2 separate regions of the Manis pentadactyla genome follow, and region 1 is linked to region 2. The links are chromatin contacts, called in public Hi-C maps. All regions are on one chromosome and are shown on one strand. The core of a region is the stretch at or near the end of the contact, and the rest is flanking DNA. Distances in the headings are between cores, read along the strand shown.

Region 1 (2,780 bases), core at 92-2,591, 180 kb after region 2:
GGTCATTAGGTCCCCGCCCCTCAAATCCCAGAGCACCAGCGGAACCTTGGGATTTGGGGGTTGGAGGGGAGGGGTTCCTCCCTCCGCAGTCTCCCCCTTTCCCAGCGCCGTTTCTAAAATCCAGCCTTGTTCTGCGCTCCCACGGTCCCCCCTTCATCCCCCCAACCCCCCCGCATTCTCAGCAAGCTGGAGAGCAAATTGCAGTTTTAAATCCAAAGACGGAGGGAGGGGGAAGGAGGAGGGGGCGCGCGGCAGCGCTGGGCGCGCACCTCGCCCCCGAGCCGGGGGAGCTGCGGGGCGGCCAGGAAACCCGAGAACCCCCCCTCGCCGCCCCCCCTTCTCGTCCACCTCCCCCTCCCCCTTCCCGGCGCTGCCTGCCAGGTTTCGAGCCGAGCCCAGCCGAGCCGCGGGCCCCGGTGGAAACAAAGACCGATCGCACCGCGGGCACCGCAGCCACAGGGTCCGGCGGACCGGACCGGGGCGCGCGGAGGGGGCGCGGGCCCCCCTCTGGTGCGCTGCACAAAAGAGCCCGGCCGGCCGGTTCCCAGCGGGGGTCTAGGGCTGGGGAGGAGGCGCTACTCACCGAAGTGCTGGGCTGCCGGCTCCGTGGGTCCGAGGCAGGCGAGGGGCTTTGGGGGGCGTCTGTCGTCCGGCGGCGGCAGCGACGCGGGCGCCTGGCTGCTGGGGAGAGGAGTCGTGGAGGAGCCCTGAGCCGCCCGCGGTTGCTGACAGCATGGCTCGCGCCTCGGCTCACATTCTCCGCCGCTAACTCCGCTGGACACGGCCCCTCGCTCCCGCGGCACCCCCCACCCCCCGCCCCGATCACTCCTTCGCTCTCTCTGCGCCCCCCTCGTCCCCCCGCCGCGCACACACTCTCACAACCCTGGACACCCCCGCCCCCACCCCCCCATTGCAAACCTGGGAGGGAACGCACCCCGCGTAGTCCTCCTCCTGCTACTCCTCCTCCGCCCTCCTCCCTCCCGGTCTCTCTGGCCGTCTGTCTGTCTCTCTGACTGTCTCTATTTCTCGTTCTCTCTGCCTTTCTCTGCTCTCCGAGCTGGGTGGGAAAAGGAAATGAGGACAGAAAGCAGACGCTGGCTTTGGGTGGTGGTAGCTGGATTCCCTCTCTCCCTCCCTCCTCCTCCTCCCCTCCCTCCTCCTGCCTTCTGCTCTCTCTGCTGCGAGCGGGGCTGAGCGCAGCCTGGCGGGTGGCTCGCTCTGCCTGCCCGCCTGCCCGCCCGCCTGTCTGTCTGTCTGGTCTGCCTCGCTCGCTCCCTCCCTCCGTCTCTCGCCCTCGCCCTGCCTGCCTCCCTGCCTGCCTCTCCGTCTCCGCTGCCGCCGCCGCTGCCTCTGCGAGCTCGCCTTACCTTCGCAGCTCACCATCCGGAACCCCAGGGGGGAGCGCGCGCGCGGCACGCCGGGACTTGTAGTCCCCGCCCCGGCCGCTCGGCGCGCCGGGCGGGCGGGGCCGCACCGGCTTCCCCGACGGCGCGGACCAGAGCCTGCCCGGGACCCTGCGCCCCGGACCCTCGGTGGGGACGTGTCCTCATTTACCAGGGGGTACAGGTTCTCCCCAAAGATTAGGAATGTTTCCCATGTTCCTGTTGCCTTGTGGGGAGCTCTGCCTCGAGCAGAGGTTGAGGGTGGGAGCGAAGGGGCGGAGTCTAAGAATGGAAAGAGGGTCGAATAGGGAAATCAAGGAATTAGCCAAAGGACCTGCGACCTTCTGGGGCGTCCCAATTAAATGCGAGAGGAAGAGGGGAGGACCGGCTCTCTGAATCTGGAGACCGTCTCCCTTTCTGAAATTCCCTTTCTGAAAATATTCCCCTCTGAGTAAACAACAAGAGCATATGGAGAGAGGGTTACTCCAGAAACCTCAGAAACCCACCAGGGCTTTCTCCTCACTCAGTAACACCCCCTGCAACCCATCTCAAGCTCCGAGCTCTGGGTTTAGCTTCTCCAACGCCTAGTTTTCCTAGAAGTCCAAGGGTGGTGAGGGCATAAAAGTTCTGGATATCTACAGATAGCACACGAACACCCGCTTCCTGAATTCGACTGATCATTTTCATTGTGTCAAGAAGCAAGATTAAAATTGAACAGTTGAGAGCTCCTGCTGAGGCCAGGGAGCTGGGCTCAGCACTTTCACCTACCTCCTCCTCAGGTCACATCTGCTATCCAGCCCCTAGCTCTGGCCCCCTGCCTGGCCTATCCCCACAGATGGGAATGTGCCCTGCCAGTGCCTGGTTACTGAGAGGCGGTAGCTGGACAGCCCAGGCAGGAAAATGGCTGCTGCTGCCATTTACTGAATACCACAGGGCCCTTGAATCCTGCAAAAAACTGGTGAAATGGTCTGTTATCCTTTGCATTTTAGAGATGAAGACACCAAGGTCCAGATCCCCCAATCTGGAAGTGGGAGAGCCCAGCCAGATCAGGGTTTGGCTGATTCCAAAGCTCACTATTTAACCTCTGGGCCATAGCAGGGAGGTATGACTTCCCAGGTCTCTGTCTGACCTTCACTTCCAGTGCCTGTGTGTCCTCCCTTGGCACTTTAATTCTACAAATGTTGACTGAGGTATGCAGGGCTCACTGGGGACACAAGGATGAATAATGCATGATTGCTGTCCTGTCCTGGGTATCTAACAACACCAGCCCTGACTGGTCCTGCACTAGCCCCAATTCATGTGTGTCTGACATTCCTTTGCCCCGTGTCTGTTAGCTTTGTCTGCCTTGCTCCACGTCTGAAGTTTCTCCAGAAGTGCCTTTGTCCTTGGCCCACCTGT
Region 2 (2,847 bases), core at 306-2,805:
TCCATCCTGCCACAGAGTCACCCTCACTCTGCCCATGGTTCCTTCTCTACGTCAGCGTTCCCCGGCCACCATCCCCTAGGATCCTGTCACAATGCTCGTCATTGCCACCCACTTCCCTACTCCCTCGTGCTCCTGCCACCATCACCTCAGGACCCCTTCATCTTGACAACCCCCCATCATCCTCACCCGGCATCCATCACTCGGTCTCCATCACCTGAATTCCATCAGTCTGTCTCCGCCACCCGAGGGTCCCACCGCCCCACAGCCTGTCCGGGTCCCCTTTCCGCTCCCCGCGCACCCCCCCCCCGCAGCCTCCCTGAGACTTCTCCAACGCTCTCCCACCAGCGCCCCGGAAACCCTCTGCCCTCAGAGGGCGCCGAGTCAAGGACAGCGCGGGCCGTCTCTGGAGGGGGCGGGGCCGCGGCCACGGTCGCTTTTTATGAATGGGGGAGCGGGCGGTGCGAGGCCTTATTACTATGCCGCGCGACGCGCGCTGCGCCCCAGCGCGACGTGCCCATTGGCCAGCCGGCCCTCTGACGTCACCGAGCCGGTGGCCGGGGGCGGGGCGGGGTGACTCACGCCTCTTCTCCCGCGGCCGCGGGGGCTTCTTGGGGTCCGTGCACACCCAGCGCTGACCGGACCCGAGCGGAGCCTCCCCGCGGCTCGGCCGCGCCAGGTCTCAGGAGGTGAGTAGCAGGCCCCGCCGCGGGCCCCAGGCGTCCGGAAGGGCATGCAGGATGCTGGGGCGCTGGGCCGTGGTAAGGCTCCCAGCTGCTGGCTGGGGTCGGAGGTCGAGACCGGGAACCCAGATACTGGGCTAGCAGGCGGGGACACACTGTCCGGGTGGGAGAGCTGTCAGCTGCGTGACCAGGCGGAGAGTGGGCACTTCTACAGGGACCCAAGGCCCTAGAGGGACTGATGGTCATCTGAGGTTGGGCCGGCAGGAGGCGGCTGAGGCAGGGATCCCGGTGTCCGAGTAGGAGGAGGTGTCTGACTTAAGGATCCAGACATCCAGGCAAGAGGCGGAGTCAGGCCCGAGATCCAGGTGTCCGAGCAGGAGGGGTCTGACTCAGGGATCCAGGATTACAGCAGAGGGTGTCTGTTCTACAGACCCAGAGGTTCAGGCAGAAAGAGGGTCTGACCGGGGACAGAAGTCTGGGAGGGTGTGTTTTTGGTGGGTGCTGTTTTGGTGGGTGTTGTTAGCCCAGGAGTGCAGGTTAGGGGCCAGCTGGGGCTTCACGCACATTCCCTGGGGGCGGAGTCTGGGTATGGTAATACTGAGAGTCGTGAGGGGTCTGGCGAGCCTCAGAAACTGAGCGTCATCCTCCCTGATGGGGGTGGAGCAGAGCAGCCCTTAGTCTTGAGATGTTTCCCTCCCCCAGTCCTGGGCCTTTCTGGGCATCTTCCCATCCACTTACGGTTGCCCCTCATCTGGTTCTCCTCTGTTCACACACGTGGTAGAAAGAGGTCTGCATGACCCAGAGAGTTGGAAGGGAAAGTGAAGAGACACAAGACAGAGATCCCCAGGAAAAGAGACCCTTGCTGGCCTGGGGGCATGGCAGAGGACAAAAGTATCCTAGAAGGAGCCCCCGAGCATGAGTGGGGGACAAGGCATCAGTACCCAGACGTGTATCCTGAGAGGCACCTAACCCCCTCCAAACCCTGCTCCCAGCGCTGCCAGCTTCTCACTACAGGACCTTTCCCTACAGGTACCATGATGTGGGGTGCAGGCAGACCCCTGGCCTGGCTCTCCGCTGGCTCAGGCAGCATGAACATGAGCAGTGTGGGCTCAGCGGAGGGGCCTACAGGCCCAGAAGCACCACTGCCATCACCCAGGGCCTGGGACGTGGTGCTGTGCATCTCAGGCACCCTGGTGTCCTGCGAGAATGCGCTGGTGGTGGCCATCATTGTGGGCACTCCCACCTTCCGTGCCCCAATGTTCCTGCTGGTGGGCAGCCTAGCTGTGGCAGACCTGCTGGCAGGCCTGGGCCTGGTCCTCCACTTTGCTGCTGTCTTCTGCATTGGCTCAGCGGAGATGAGGCTGGTGCTGGTTGGCGTGCTGGCAATGGCCTTTACTGCCAGCATCGGCAGCCTACTGGCCATCACTGTTGATCGCTACCTTTCTCTGTACAATGCCCTCACCTACTACTCAGAGACAACGGTGACTCGGACTTACGTGATGCTGTCTCTGGTGTGGGGAGGTGCACTGGGCCTGGGGCTGCTACCCGTGCTGGCCTGGAACTGCCTGGATGCCCAGGCCACATGTGGTGTGGTATATCCACTCTCCAAGAACCATCTGGTGGTCCTGGCCATTGCCTTCTTCATGGTGTTTGGCATCATGCTGCAGCTCTATGCCCAGATCTGCCGGATCGTCTGCCGCCATGCCCAGCAGATTGCGCTCCAGCGGCATCTGTTGCCTGCCTCCCACTATGTGGCCACCCGCAAAGGCACTGCCACCCTGGCTGTGGTGCTTGGCGCCTTTGCTGCCTGCTGGCTTCCCTTCACTGTCTACTGCCTGCTGGGTGATGCCCACTCCCCACCTCTCTACACCTATCTCACCCTGCTCCCTGCCACCTACAACTCCATGATCAACCCCATCATCTATGCCTTCCGCAACCAGGATGTGCAGAAGGTGCTGTGGGCCGTCTGCTGCTGCTGTTCCTCTTCTAAGATTCCCTTTAGATCCCGTTCCCCCAGTGATGTCTAGTCACATCCTGGTGACCGACCCTTCAGCCCTGATCACTACAGAATTCCAGAATGTTAGGTCCTTCAGGGCTTTTTTCCAACTCCCTAGCTCCACACCCCCAAGACCCAGCTGGTTCTGGAGTTCTAGGACATCGGGTGTTT

The links. Hi-C and Micro-C count contacts between places; a contact is called where the count stands out from the background.
Region 1: a contact with region 2 is called in a Hi-C map of skin fibroblasts, with 7 times the contacts expected there. The contact joins the promoter of AHDC1 here to the promoter of GPR3 in region 2. A contact is called at or near these places in 2 of 3 Hi-C or Micro-C datasets (fibroblasts and skin fibroblasts).

What each region holds. Positions count from the first base shown.
Region 1 is chr4:20,510,015-20,512,794 of mManPen7.hap1, forward strand. AHDC1 (AT-hook DNA binding motif containing 1) reads right to left here and starts at 1,342. Exons shown (of 8, transcript XM_036914910.2): 1 at 919-1,342; 2 at 584-678.
Region 2 is chr4:20,329,133-20,331,979 of mManPen7.hap1, forward strand. It overlaps GPR3 (G protein-coupled receptor 3), which reads left to right and starts at 1,556. Exons shown (of 1, transcript XM_036914923.2): 1 at 1,556-2,847. The coding sequence starts at 1,556. The coding sequence ends at 2,707. It overlaps CD164L2 (CD164 molecule like 2), which reads right to left and starts at 268. Exons shown (of 9, transcript XM_036914932.2): 1 at 187-268.